Linked DNA regions of Mus musculus: region 2 is linked to region 1. Evidence: chromatin contacts called from public Hi-C data. All regions are on one chromosome and are shown on one strand. Each heading gives the region's core, a stretch centred on a gene start, on an enhancer-like site or on the middle of the called end of the contact. The rest is flanking DNA. Distances are from core to core; before and after follow the strand shown.

The links. A called contact is a pair of places that touch in the nucleus more often than the background predicts.
Region 2: a contact with region 1 is called in a Hi-C map of bone marrow-derived macrophages, with 5 times the contacts expected there. The contact joins two enhancer-like sites. A contact is called at or near these places in 13 of 484 Hi-C or Micro-C datasets (the BV-2 cell line, the C2C12 cell line, the HPC-5 cell line and 8 more), 4 of 115 datasets of contacts at active chromatin or transcription factors (bone marrow-derived dendritic cells, fibro-adipogenic progenitors, heart atrium and 1 more) and 1 of 9 other capture datasets (bone marrow-derived macrophages).

Annotation. Positions count from the first base shown.
Region 1 is chr3:109,169,280-109,175,133 of GRCm38.p6, reverse strand. No RefSeq gene overlaps it. Among named protein-coding and RNA genes, the nearest start is that of Slc25a24, 49 kb to the right of the region's middle. Within about 2 kb of position 3,608, at least 25 of the 459 cell types and tissues checked have an H3K27ac peak or open chromatin away from gene starts, as enhancers often do. A contact at or near this core is called in bone marrow-derived macrophages, where this site is marked.
Region 2 is chr3:109,253,623-109,259,539 of GRCm38.p6, reverse strand. No RefSeq gene overlaps it. Among named protein-coding and RNA genes, the nearest start is that of Vav3, 84 kb to the left of the region's middle. Within about 2 kb of position 4,414, at least 129 of the 459 cell types and tissues checked have an H3K27ac peak or open chromatin away from gene starts, as enhancers often do. A contact at or near this core is called in bone marrow-derived macrophages, where this site is marked.

The DNA of each region.
Region 1 (5,854 bases), core at 2,359-4,858:
TGGTTGTTTTGTTTTGTTTTGTTTTGTTTCCAGTCCCTAACACAGCGGCTCCAAACTTGATTGCATAAGAACCACCTGGAGGTGCCATTAAAAAAAAAAAAAAAGTAGAAGAAGAAAAAGAAGAGTCAGCTATGTAGCCCAGATTGGTTTCAGCCTCAGTTTTTTTTATATCCAAAACTAGGGGTCTCTGCTCTAACCATGTTAGTCACACTGCTTCTCCATCTGCATGACAGGCAACTTTTTCATTCTTTCTTGGGCCAAAAGCCTAGACTCACTCTTAACTCAACAGTTGCTCGTCCCCTATCTAACCAGTCTGCTGCCTAAAAGGGCACTGGAAAACACCATACTTCATTTACAGTTATTTGATCCAAACTACAAATATAAAAAAAAACGTTGCACACAACGTTTAGAGAAAAAGCAATTTTCAAGGACTCTCCTCCGAGGCTCAACACCAGAATCACCTGGGGCATCAGGTTCTCTTCCACCCTCAGATCTCTTTGCCCTGGGGTAAGAGTAAATAGTTTTAAAAGCCAAGCCGCCTGCTACCAGCTGGGTGTGTTGTCACTTGCCAATAATCCCAGAACATTGGAGTAGGGTGCTGACACATGAGGCTTGAGCATTGGATTGGATATTTAATTGGGTGTTCGATTGAGCATTCCCTAGGCTACCTTGGCTAGATGTTGTTGTTGTTGTTGTTGTTGCTGTTGTTGTTGTTGTTGTTGTTGTGTTCATAAAAAGAGAAAGGGAATATGTTTGATGGAGGAGTAGTCAGGTATGGGGGAAGCAGGTGCCTCCAAGGGCCCATACTGAGGCATCCCTTCTTTCCGAGGGACCAGCCACACAACAGTGTATTATAGAATAGAGTTGATTCAGGGCATGGGGAGGGGAGTTGAGAGGGTAGTAGAGACAGAGAGAGAGAGAGAGAGAGAGAGAGAGAGAGAGAGAGAGAGAAGAAGAAGAAGAAGAAGAAGGAGGGGGAGGAAGAGGAGAAGGAGGAGGAGGAAAAGGAGAAGGAGGAGGAGGAAGAAGAGGAAGAGGAGGAGGAGGAGAGAGAGCAGAGGAGGGGAAAGCAGCCCCTTTTATAGTGAGTCAGGCATACCTGGCCATTGCCAGGTAACTGGGGCCGAACTTAAACAAAATGCTACCAGTTGTCGTTGTTGTTTTTAAAACCACTCCAGGTAGTTCTTGTGTGGTCAAGTTTCCAAACCGCTGTGCTAGGAAGTTAAAAATAACTAGTATTAATCAACATTTAAATGTTAAACCGTTTGGGTATCATACACAAAGACAATATTCCAATATTAAAACAAATAAAACAAGCTAGAGAAAGTACCCAAGGAGCTAAAGGGGTCTGCAACCCTATAGGTGGAACAACAATATGAACTAACCAGTACCCCCCCCCCCAGAGCTCGTGTCTCTAGCTGCATATGTATCAGAAGATGGCCTAGTTGGCCATCAGTGGAAAGAGAGGCCCATTGGTCGTGCAAACTTTATATGCCTCAGTACAGGGGAACGGCAGGGCCAAGAAGTGGGAGTGGGTGGGTAGGGGAGTGGGGGAGAGGGTATGGGGGACTTTTAGGATAGCATTGGAAATGTAAATAAAGAAAATACCTAATAAAAATAAATATAAATAAATAAATAAATAAATAAATAAAACGTATTAAAACTGGGATGTATATAAGCATACCCTAGCCTCTTTTTGAGCCATCACTTGAATCTTGTCTAATCTTTGATTTCTCACATTGATTAAAGTCTTTTAGAACTTTTAAACATTGCTCTTTTGCTGAGACTATCTTCCCACTACAGAGAAGCTCACACTCTCAGCTCTCACTGGGCTGGGTATTTCCATTTAAAGCACAGCTTTCTTTTTTTTTTTCCTGTGAACTGAAACTGAAAACACAGGGCAAGGCTAAGGAGGTTAAACAACCTGCAGGCACCAGGCCAGGCTAATCTCTGTAGTGAGTCCAGAGAGAAAGAGAGAGAAGGGATCAGGGGTCAAGGTCGGGGAATGGGGGTTTGTGGGGGGGGGGGGATGCATGGGGCAGTAGCTCAGTGGTAGACTGCTTGCCAGACAGGCACAAGGCCCTAGGTCTAATCCCCAGGCCTTACAGTTAAAAATCAAAACAACAGGAGAATGAGAGGAAGAAGGAAGAGACAGCCTGCACCTACACCTTCCTCCACACACCCTTCTTCCATCCCTGTCTTCAGAAGGGAGCTTCGTAAGAAACCTGAGTGGTCACCCTGGTCTGACATTTCTCCTTCACGTCCTAATTTCTGGGGGGGGGGGGAGGGAGGGTCCCCCCCTCTGATCAAAACATCTGTGGTGGAAGCAAAAGGGTTTATTGGGTGTTTCTGTCTGTTTGTTCACTTGTCTGTTACTGTCATTAGTTGATACTGTTTTGTATCACAGGTTGGCCTCAAACTTGCTACCTAGCCAAAAATGACCTTGAATTCTTAATCTCTCTGTCTCCAATTCCCAAGTACTTGTGCTTCAGCCTGTCCCTCCACACCTAGCTACCAGAATATCTTTTTCTACTTGTTTCTTGAACCAAAAGGAATCCCAGGTTAACGACAGGATGCAATTTGAGTTGCGTGATTTTCCAAATGAATTCCTCTACTGAGCTTAGTGTTCCAGGAACACAGCAAGAATCTATTATGGAGAAACCCCTTTTTTATTTCCCTGTAGGTATGGGAGCACGGGGTGTGTATGCACTTGGTGTGTGCGCACATGTGCATGGAGGCCAGAAGTCAACACTGGATGTCTTCCTCAATTGCTCTGCACCTTAGTTTTTGAGTGAGTCTCTCACTGAACCTGGAGCCCCGGGATTCAGCTAAACTGGCTGGCCAGCAAGCCTAGAGACCTGCCCATGTCTAGCATTGGACAGCTGCGCCTGGGTGCTGGGGTCTCAAGTCCTCATACTCACACAGTAGGCACTTTATCAACTGAGCCATCCCCAGCCCCTCAATTCTTATTTCTTGTAAAACATATCGACCAGAGTATGCCACAAAATCAATGCTTACAACTCCTGTAGAAAAAAACGAAAACCCCATCCCACCCCCCCAAAAAAAATGATCAGAAAAAAATAAATTTTGGGAGCATGTTATTAATTGCTTAATTTATTTTTATTTCCACACTGGTGTCATAAGCTTGAGTTACAATGACACTTCTCAACTGATTTTGGGAAATGAAAAAAATATTTACCCACATAAATATCCCAGCAATATTTGCCAGGTTGTGAACGTGTACCCACAGCTCACTACATCAGCAGCCTTGTTTGTTCTTTCAATCGTGTTTAATTTCACTTTTAAAATATGGCATCTTTCTGGTTTGGGGAAAATATCGTTAAAAGCAAGAACAAGCCCTTCTCTTCAGAGGAGCCCATGAAAGGCTTCTCTGTCGTCTCCTCTCCTGGAATGGTAACAGGCTGACCCTAATTTCACTCCTCTAAATAGGGTAACGGTGGTTTGAGCAGGAAATCTAAATTCGGCCTCCAAGGTAGCCCAGTGATTTTCCAGGTCATAGCAAAGGGAAAAAGCAAAAGTTGGAAGGCTTTGTCCTTTCCCAGGTACCAAACGGCTCCGGCGCTCGCTGAGAGACGTCTGCCACCTAGTGGAACACAGAGGCCACTGATGTTACGTGCAGTGAACAAACCCTTACTGGCCTCAAGAAATAACTGTGGAGTCCACATTGGGCCCCATAAATATGTACAATGACTGATTGTTGCTTTTAAATAACAAGCTTTTAAAAAATATGTGGTTCTACAGCCAAATATAACAGGGCTTCACGGTCCAAACTTCTGTTGATGCTGGGTAGATTAATAGAATAAATAGTACACCACCAGGTGGTGGTGGCATTCAAAGCCAAGTCACAAAATATTCTTTTCTACTAATGGAAACAGCACAGTACCACCACGTTGAAGCCTCCTGGTGAAGCGCTGTCGTGTAAAGTGGAGTGTTTTTATTTGACAGCAACCTGTGTATCCTGGGTGCTTTTTTTTTTTCCCACTCTGAACAGAAACAGTGTGAGGTACGGAGTATACTTAGCCTCTGGCGTGATGATGAAAGTAACATACATGTTGCAAACTCCCACGCAAAGAGCATTTTCTAACTCTTCACATCCATGTAATAAATAATGCAGATCGTCTTTTGGAGATGACTGATACAGTCCCATGCAATTGATGACGTCAGAGCTAGAGCCCACGTGGCTGTTCCTGATTTCTTCTCATTTCATTTGTGGTATTTTTCCAGCTTGTACTAAATGATTGCTATTAATTTCTATTAAAAGAGATACAGGCACCGTATATCTTTGATAGCACAGTCCAGAAGCATCCTTCCCAATTCTAGGTTTGCTTCCTAGTTGCAACTCTAATAGATGGGTTGTGGGTGGGGGCGGACTCTTCCTCCATTGGCTCTTCTACCTGGACGCTGTCTATCGAGCTATCTGCTGTGACATCACATCGCCACACACCAGGGATGCCGGGGGATTTGGACACTCTGTGGATAGAATGGTCTGTTGCTTATGTTAAACAAATGCTAGTAAGGACCCCTTCTGAGTGCGGAGCTCCCTGCCGTGTGGCAACAGAGGTTTCATCCTGAGACACAGTGCAGCAACCTAGAGACAGTCTGAGATTTGGTATCTCTATGTTCCCATCTCTCTCATCTCCAGCCACGACGACGAGTTAGCATTCCCTCCCCTCTGTGACGTGTGAATGTGGGAACAGAAGTCATTTTCAGTGGAAGGCTCTTTTGTCTTCAGGAACACATACACTCCCAGTAGAGTAGATGTCAGGGTCCCAGAGAAGCGAGCAAAGGAAATCTCTCAACATCACAGAGGAAAGGGGGAAACCCAGTGATAGCAAAGGAGACAGATTGCCAGGTTCTAGCCCTGTGTCATCTCAATAGAGCCCATTCTAAGCATAGCACAATGGCTGAATCAGATACATGGATACTGGTGTAAAAGGTTTCTTGGCATTGACCAATGTGGACAGTGACTGCTGTCCAGAGAGGCCAGGATCCCCCGCCCACTGCTTCGGTTGTTAAGTGATATAGGAGTCTCCTGACAGATTTAAGTTGCTTGCATGACAATGTCGCACACCAAGATTCCTGTGGGCACCTGTTTCAAGATAACATCGACTGGCTGAGGGATGTATGTCTACAGGGGAGAACACTTATAGATAGAACTCAGACTAACCTGCTCTGAGACATGGGTAACTCATTGGAAGACAGGGATGTCTAGAAAATGCCATGAGTCTGTGACAGGCTTGGTTTGAAGGGTATCTCAGAATGCCTCAAAACCCTTCAATAGTTCCATTCCAACTCCACCCTCATGAATGACAAAATAACACTACTTGTTTGTTATTGTCTTCATGGGTGTCAACACAAAACAGGATAAGGCCAAACTTAGAAGAAGTGAATGAAAAACTTTTTCCCAATATGGCAAACTTTGTGTGAGGAAAAAAGAACTGAGTGAGGGTAGACCCAAAGCAATCAGCAGGAACAGCTATAGCCCCGTGAAAATCTACAAGTGAGAGTCTCTGTGATTTGTAGGGAAAGGTGTAGATTTTAATGTCTCTAAATTAATTCTCTTTAAAATTTTACCTTCTTCCTAGAGATGGAGAGACTACCCAGGGAACAGGCAGACAGGGGGACCCGAAGAGTAGGGACCTATTCTGTCTGCAATGGAAACATGTTTATCAGAAACAGGCCTTTACCCACCATTTCCCATTACAACCCCAGTGTAAAGACATTTAGATCTTGTTTAAGGAACATCTGTAGAACCAGGAAGTAGAAAAGGAGAACTGTATAGCTAATCGCCTTCCTGAAGCCTTCCCTCATCTTCCATGACTACCTGCCTCTG
Region 2 (5,917 bases), core at 3,165-5,664, 84 kb before region 1:
CCTTTATATGTTACTTGACCTTTTTCCCTTACTGCTTTTAGTATTCTATCTTTATTTAGTGCATTTGATGTTCTGATTATTATGTGTCAGGAGGAATTTCTTTTCTGGTCCAGTCTATTTGGAGTTCTGTAGGCTTCTTGTATGTTCATGGGCATCTCTTTCTTTAGATTTGGGAAGTTTTCTTCAATAATTTTGTTGAAGATGTTTGCTGGTCCTTTGAGTTGAAAATCTTCATTCTCATCCACTCCTATTATGCGTAGGTTTGGTCTTCTCATTGTGTCCTGGATTTCCTGGATGTTTTGAGTTAGGATCTTTTTGCATTTTCCATTTTCTTTGATTGTTGTGCCGATGTTCTCTATGGAATCTTCTGCACCTGAGATTCTCTCTTCCATCTCTTGTATTCTGTTGCTGATGCTGGCATCTATGGTTCCATATTTCTTTCCTAGGGTTTCTATCTCCAGCGTTGCCTCACTTTGGGTTTTCTTTATTGTGTCTACTTCCCTTTTTATGTCTAGTATGGTTTTGTTCATTTCCATCACCTGTTTGGATGTGTTTTCCTGTTTTTCTATAAGGACTTCTACCTGTTTGGTTGTGTTTTCCTTTTTTCTTTAAGGACTTGTAACTCTTTAGCAGTGTTCTCCTGTATTTCTTTAAGTGAGTTATTAAATTCCTTCTTCATGTCCTCTACCATCATCATGAGAAATGCTTTTAAATCCAGGTCTACCTTTTCAGGTGTGTTAGGATGCCCTGGACTGGGCGAAGTGGGAGTGCTGGGTTCTGATGATGGTGAGTGGTCTTGGTTCCTGTTAGTAGGATTCTTACGTTTACCTTTTGCCATCTGGCAATCTCTGGAGTTAGTTGTTATAGTTGTCTTTGTTTAGAGATTGTTCCTCTGTTGATTTTGTTACCCTCTATCAGCAGACGTGGGAGACTAGCTCTCTCCTCTGAGTTTCAGTGGTCAGAGCAGTCTCTGCAGGCAAGCTCTCCTCTTTCAGGGAAGGTGTACAGTTATCTGGTGTTTGGACCTCCTCCTGGCTGAAGGTGAAGGCCCAAAACAGGATCTTTCCCAGAAGCTGTGTTGCTTTGGCCAGGAAGGTGCTGGTTGTCTGGAGCCGAAGATGGCGCCGCCTCAGAAGCTCTCTGGCTCTCGCCTTTCCCAGAAACGGCTGGCCTCTGTTTTCCACACCTTCACCCGTGCAGCCTGCCCTCCACGGAGTCCTGGAGCCAAGGAGGCTCCCGCCGGGGCCTGAGGCACAAACCTCTCGGGCCGGGCAGACCCCTGTGCTCTCACCAGGAAGGTGGCCTGTTGTCTGGAGCCAAAGATGGCGCCTCCTCAGAAGCTCTGTGGCTCTCGCCTGTCCCAGAAACGGCTGGCCTCTGTATTCCACACCGTCACCCCTGTGCACTCACCAGGAAGGTGGCCGGTTGTCCTGACCTCCTTCTTGCTAATAGATGTATCCTATTGAAGCCTTGCTCCTTCTAGAGACAACTTGGGTTCCCTGGATTGATCTGTGGAGATCAGACCCTAGGTGGAGAGCTATGATTACCAACCACATGTCTTCCTCTCTCTCCATTTACAGCTCTCTCTCTCTTTCTGAGCTCTACCAGGTTTTCTGGAAGCTCAGTATGCTGTGTCTCCAGTCAGTTTGCCTGGATTTATCACTATAATCCTCCCGAGGAATGGCTGGGAAGGCCTGGGAAGGTATGTACGTCCCTTATTTTTTGAAGCTGCCCTGGAATCAAGCACACATAAATGCTCAACTGTTGTACTAAAAGTGTTGTTTCATATACCCTCTGAACCCTGTCTTTCTTCTTTCTTTTCCCTGCTGTTTTTCGCTTGTCCATTTGTTCTTTTGAGATAGGGACTCACGTAGCCCAAGCTGGACCCAAAATCAGTTAACTAAGCTGGACCTAGAACTGTTGGTCCTCACGCCTGTACCTCTGACAGGAGTGCACTACCACACCCAGTTTTATACCATGCTGCAGATCCAATCTAGGGTTTCAAGTGCATTAGACAATCACTTCATCAACTGAACCATACCCCAGCCTCTGATTTTTCATCAAGTGGCTCAGCCATGGACAGTGAAAGAGCTTCAGAAGTGGTAGGACATTCAGGGAACAAGGATGGCTGAAAGCACTTCCACCGTTCTCTTCCTTGTGAAGGCACTGAGTACCTCTTGATTGGCAGGAGGACCCTTGCTGTAATAAAACACAAGAGAATAGACAGAGCTGTCTACACATATCTCTGATTTGAAGTTTATATAATTTACTCCGGGGCTCCACCCACTCTAGGCATGGGAGGGGATTGCTCGCTGAAGGCATCCCGCCAGGCTAAGACACTACCATGGTTGCAGAGGAAGTTGGTAGACCTTTTGCCATGGCAACACATCTTTTGCACTTTCTGGGTGCAATGAAGATGGGCAGAGTCAAGTTTCTCTGGCTTACAAACAATAACCAAAGTTTTCCTACAGGCAGTGTTTGCCTAGTTTAGGGTGAGGATCAGCCTCCTGCCTGTTGAAAGAGGCAGAGCCCTGCTGTAACCCCAACATTTCAAACATGTTTTTGCTTGAAAAGATAGTCACCGCCTGCGGCTGTCCACTGCAGCCTCTCTTGCACGTGCTTCTCTGAGGCTCTGGCATGTGTCGCTCTGCAGTCACTGGCAGCTGCTGCTCAGCGCAGGAGATTCCAGCAGGTGAGGAATGCATATTATGCAAACCATGGCAACCAGAAACACCAACATCTCCTGTACCCTGAAAACTGATGGGGTAGCTTTGGCAGCCCAGCCCATGTGATAGAGCCCAGTTCTGTAATAGAACCAGTGTAGATCCTGAAACTGTGCCAATTCACTCACCAAGAGATCAGGTGTGCTGAAGTGGTCAGAAATATTGCACCAGGGCTGACCTGGGTTTGGATCCTGGTTCTAAGCCTTGGTAATTGTTTGACCTTGAGCAAGGTCTAGGATAGCTCTGGTGTCTCTGTGTCCTCATTTGTAAAGTGGAGAAAACATCTCTCAAGTCTGTTGCAGATATTAAGGGAGCTAGGACAGTAACAGAGCCTTGTCTGCTGCAGACTAACACTTTGAGACGTGTTAGCTTGTCCGGTCAGAGTTTCCTTATTTATAAGTTAGTGTGTTCAACATTTCTAGCTCCATGGCAGACCTCTCCCAAGTGACTGGGAACATCTTTTCTGAGATGTCTCCAAAGCTCCTCTGTCCCTCTGTGTCCAGCACACAAAGGGATAAGTTGCAATTGTTCCCTAGTCAATCAATCCAGGGGCTCCCCAGTGCTCTCTGCCTTCTTGGACCCCAGCTTCTCCCTCACTGCACAGTCCCTGCTCCAGGCATCCAGGTGAGCATCTACCAAAGCAGTATAGGCCCTTCTCTCACCACCTCACCTGGCACCTCTCCAATCTGATCTCCAGGAGCCATTAACAGTGGTGCTTCCTAAGTCTTCATCATACACATACATGTTTGATGCCAAAATCCTTCAACGGCTTCCACAGACTCCTAGCATAGAGCCTAATACCCTTACCTGCTGGCTTCCTCAGATCTTTCTCTGTCTCCTCGCTCTTTTGAGTCCAGACACATTGGCTTAATTTCAGTCATTTAGCACAACTCAAGCCATCCACCCTAGGAAACCTGTGTACCTTCTGTCTTCCCATCCCCGGTTTTCTTTCTAAGCTAAGTTTGTTGTTAGGTACACTCTGATGTCTCTATATGCCTGTAGGCTAAAAGATCCAAGAGAGCAATGACTTAGGACAGCAAGCAGCCCACGGATAGGGGCTCAGGATTTCTAGAACTATGTATTGAATTGAAGTCGCACATGTGTTTAATACTTCTCTGAGCATTACCTCATTTAGCATTGATGCCAGCCTTAATGTTGTGTGACCTTGTCCCACTTTCATAGGCACATGCTAGGGAGCACAGCAGTTTGTTGCAGATCATAAAGAGGGTGAAAGGGGAAATTGAAGACTAAGCAGCCTAGCTGGAAATCAATCCCCTTCTCAAAGGTGCTTTGCCAACCTCTCCTTAGTCCTGTATTGTTCAAAACCTCTGTCAGGAGCACCCACTAGCTGCACCCAGAAATCGAACTGCTCTGAGTTACAGGCCCAGTGTGTCTGCCTTTACTATCTAACTACTGCTGTCCTCCAGATAGTTCTTCCCCATTCACGCATGTTTGCCTAAGAGAGAGAGAGAGAAAACTCTCTTGGCAAATGGAAAACTAAGCCTCTGCTCATAATTACCCAAGTGCCCAAGACATCTCGCATCTCCCTGCCCTGTCCCCACAAACACTACCCAAGCACTTCCACTTCCCCTTGTCCAAAACCCAGTAAACCACTTCAGCTTGTCAAGCAGTAAGAGGAGGGGATCTGCTCCAAAAGCGGCTGAGGAAGAAATGACGTCTGACAAGAGGCTGATGAGTCATCCTGGGAGCCCTGCAGAGTTTTCCAGAAACCCACTGTCATCACAATGGACCTGATAAGAGAGAGGCAGGGAGGTCAGTCAAGGCAGTACTAGAGTTGTGTGTTCACAAGCAGAAGAATATGGGTATGCCCTAAAAGGGGGGCGCGGGGGTTAGGGGTGTCTCTAGAGCCTGCATGAGGGTAGCCCTACTGAGTTTAGTCTCTGAAGATAAATTTCTGACTTTTGGCCTCCCAAACCATAAAATGATAACTTTGTGTAGCTTAAGCCACTAGGTAGGTGTGTGTGTGTGTGTATTTAGCAATTTGCAACACTAGCCACAGGAAACCAACACATCAGGCTTATCCTCTCTTCCCACTCCATAATCTTTCCATTACCTGAAGCCAACAGGAAGCCAACTGGCTGAGAAGCAAGAGAAGGATCCAGGCAAGTGCGCTCTGCCCTCTGGGACCCCTTTAGTGTGCTGTTGAATCTAGCATGTTCACATTTACAAAGCCCATTTTTCTCAGTCCTATTTTCAAATCCTTTATAGTGTACACACATCTTTTTCCTACGTGTATTCTGATTTAAGTGTGTTTGGGGAGCGGGAAAGAATGACAAATTAAAACCATTTACAGCAACAGGAACATGTGTACAACACTCACTCTCTCCTGATTCATTCAAACTTCATTGCTTGCTTACGCCTTAGAACCAAGAACGGCATGTGGCCAAGAAATACTTGAATGAAATAGTCATATGATTTTATAGATTTGTTTTAATTTTTTTCCTGTTTTATTATCGTATGAATCAAAACAGGTGCCATTAGCTCATCTTTCGCAGTAACAGTGGTAATTCAAACATTCTATAAAATGAAAGCATTTCATCAAGACAAATGCCACCACACTATCACGTGTGTGGCTCCCTTCTCTGAGTCACATCCCATCAATGTGACTTGGCAGCTCATCAGATCCCATCAGCCCAGTGGTTGAAAAAAAAAAAAAAATGGGTCACTGCACCGTGACAAAAGGACAGTCGATGAACATACAAGCAATTAAGAAAAGTTTGAGCCCCAGTGGTCACAAATGCCCAGAGGAAGCTTGTCCTTGAAGTGTGTGGGTGCCAGAGGCAGCACACAGGTCACTAGCAGCCCACCAGGGACACTTTTAAGAATCCAGACAGAAGGAAGTGGCTGAAAGCCACTGCTGAGGAGGACCCGAGGACTGGGGGAGGGGTCACTTTCTGCATTTATTAGCATTTAATTGAAACATTCTGCAGTCTTCTGTCCCAGGACCTTTGCAAAAAGTGGGAAGGGATCTCAACAGAAAAACTCAACAAGTATTCACTAATGAAATTTTATTTTTGCATACTTGTTATGGGAGTAGGTAAGGCTCACATGCTGTGAAGGTAAAATTCTACCGGACATACATACACAAAATACACATGGGGAGTGGTACTCATAAGCAAGCTAGCAGAGAGCTGGTGGTTATGGGAGTTGCATGATGGACCCATAAGAACTCA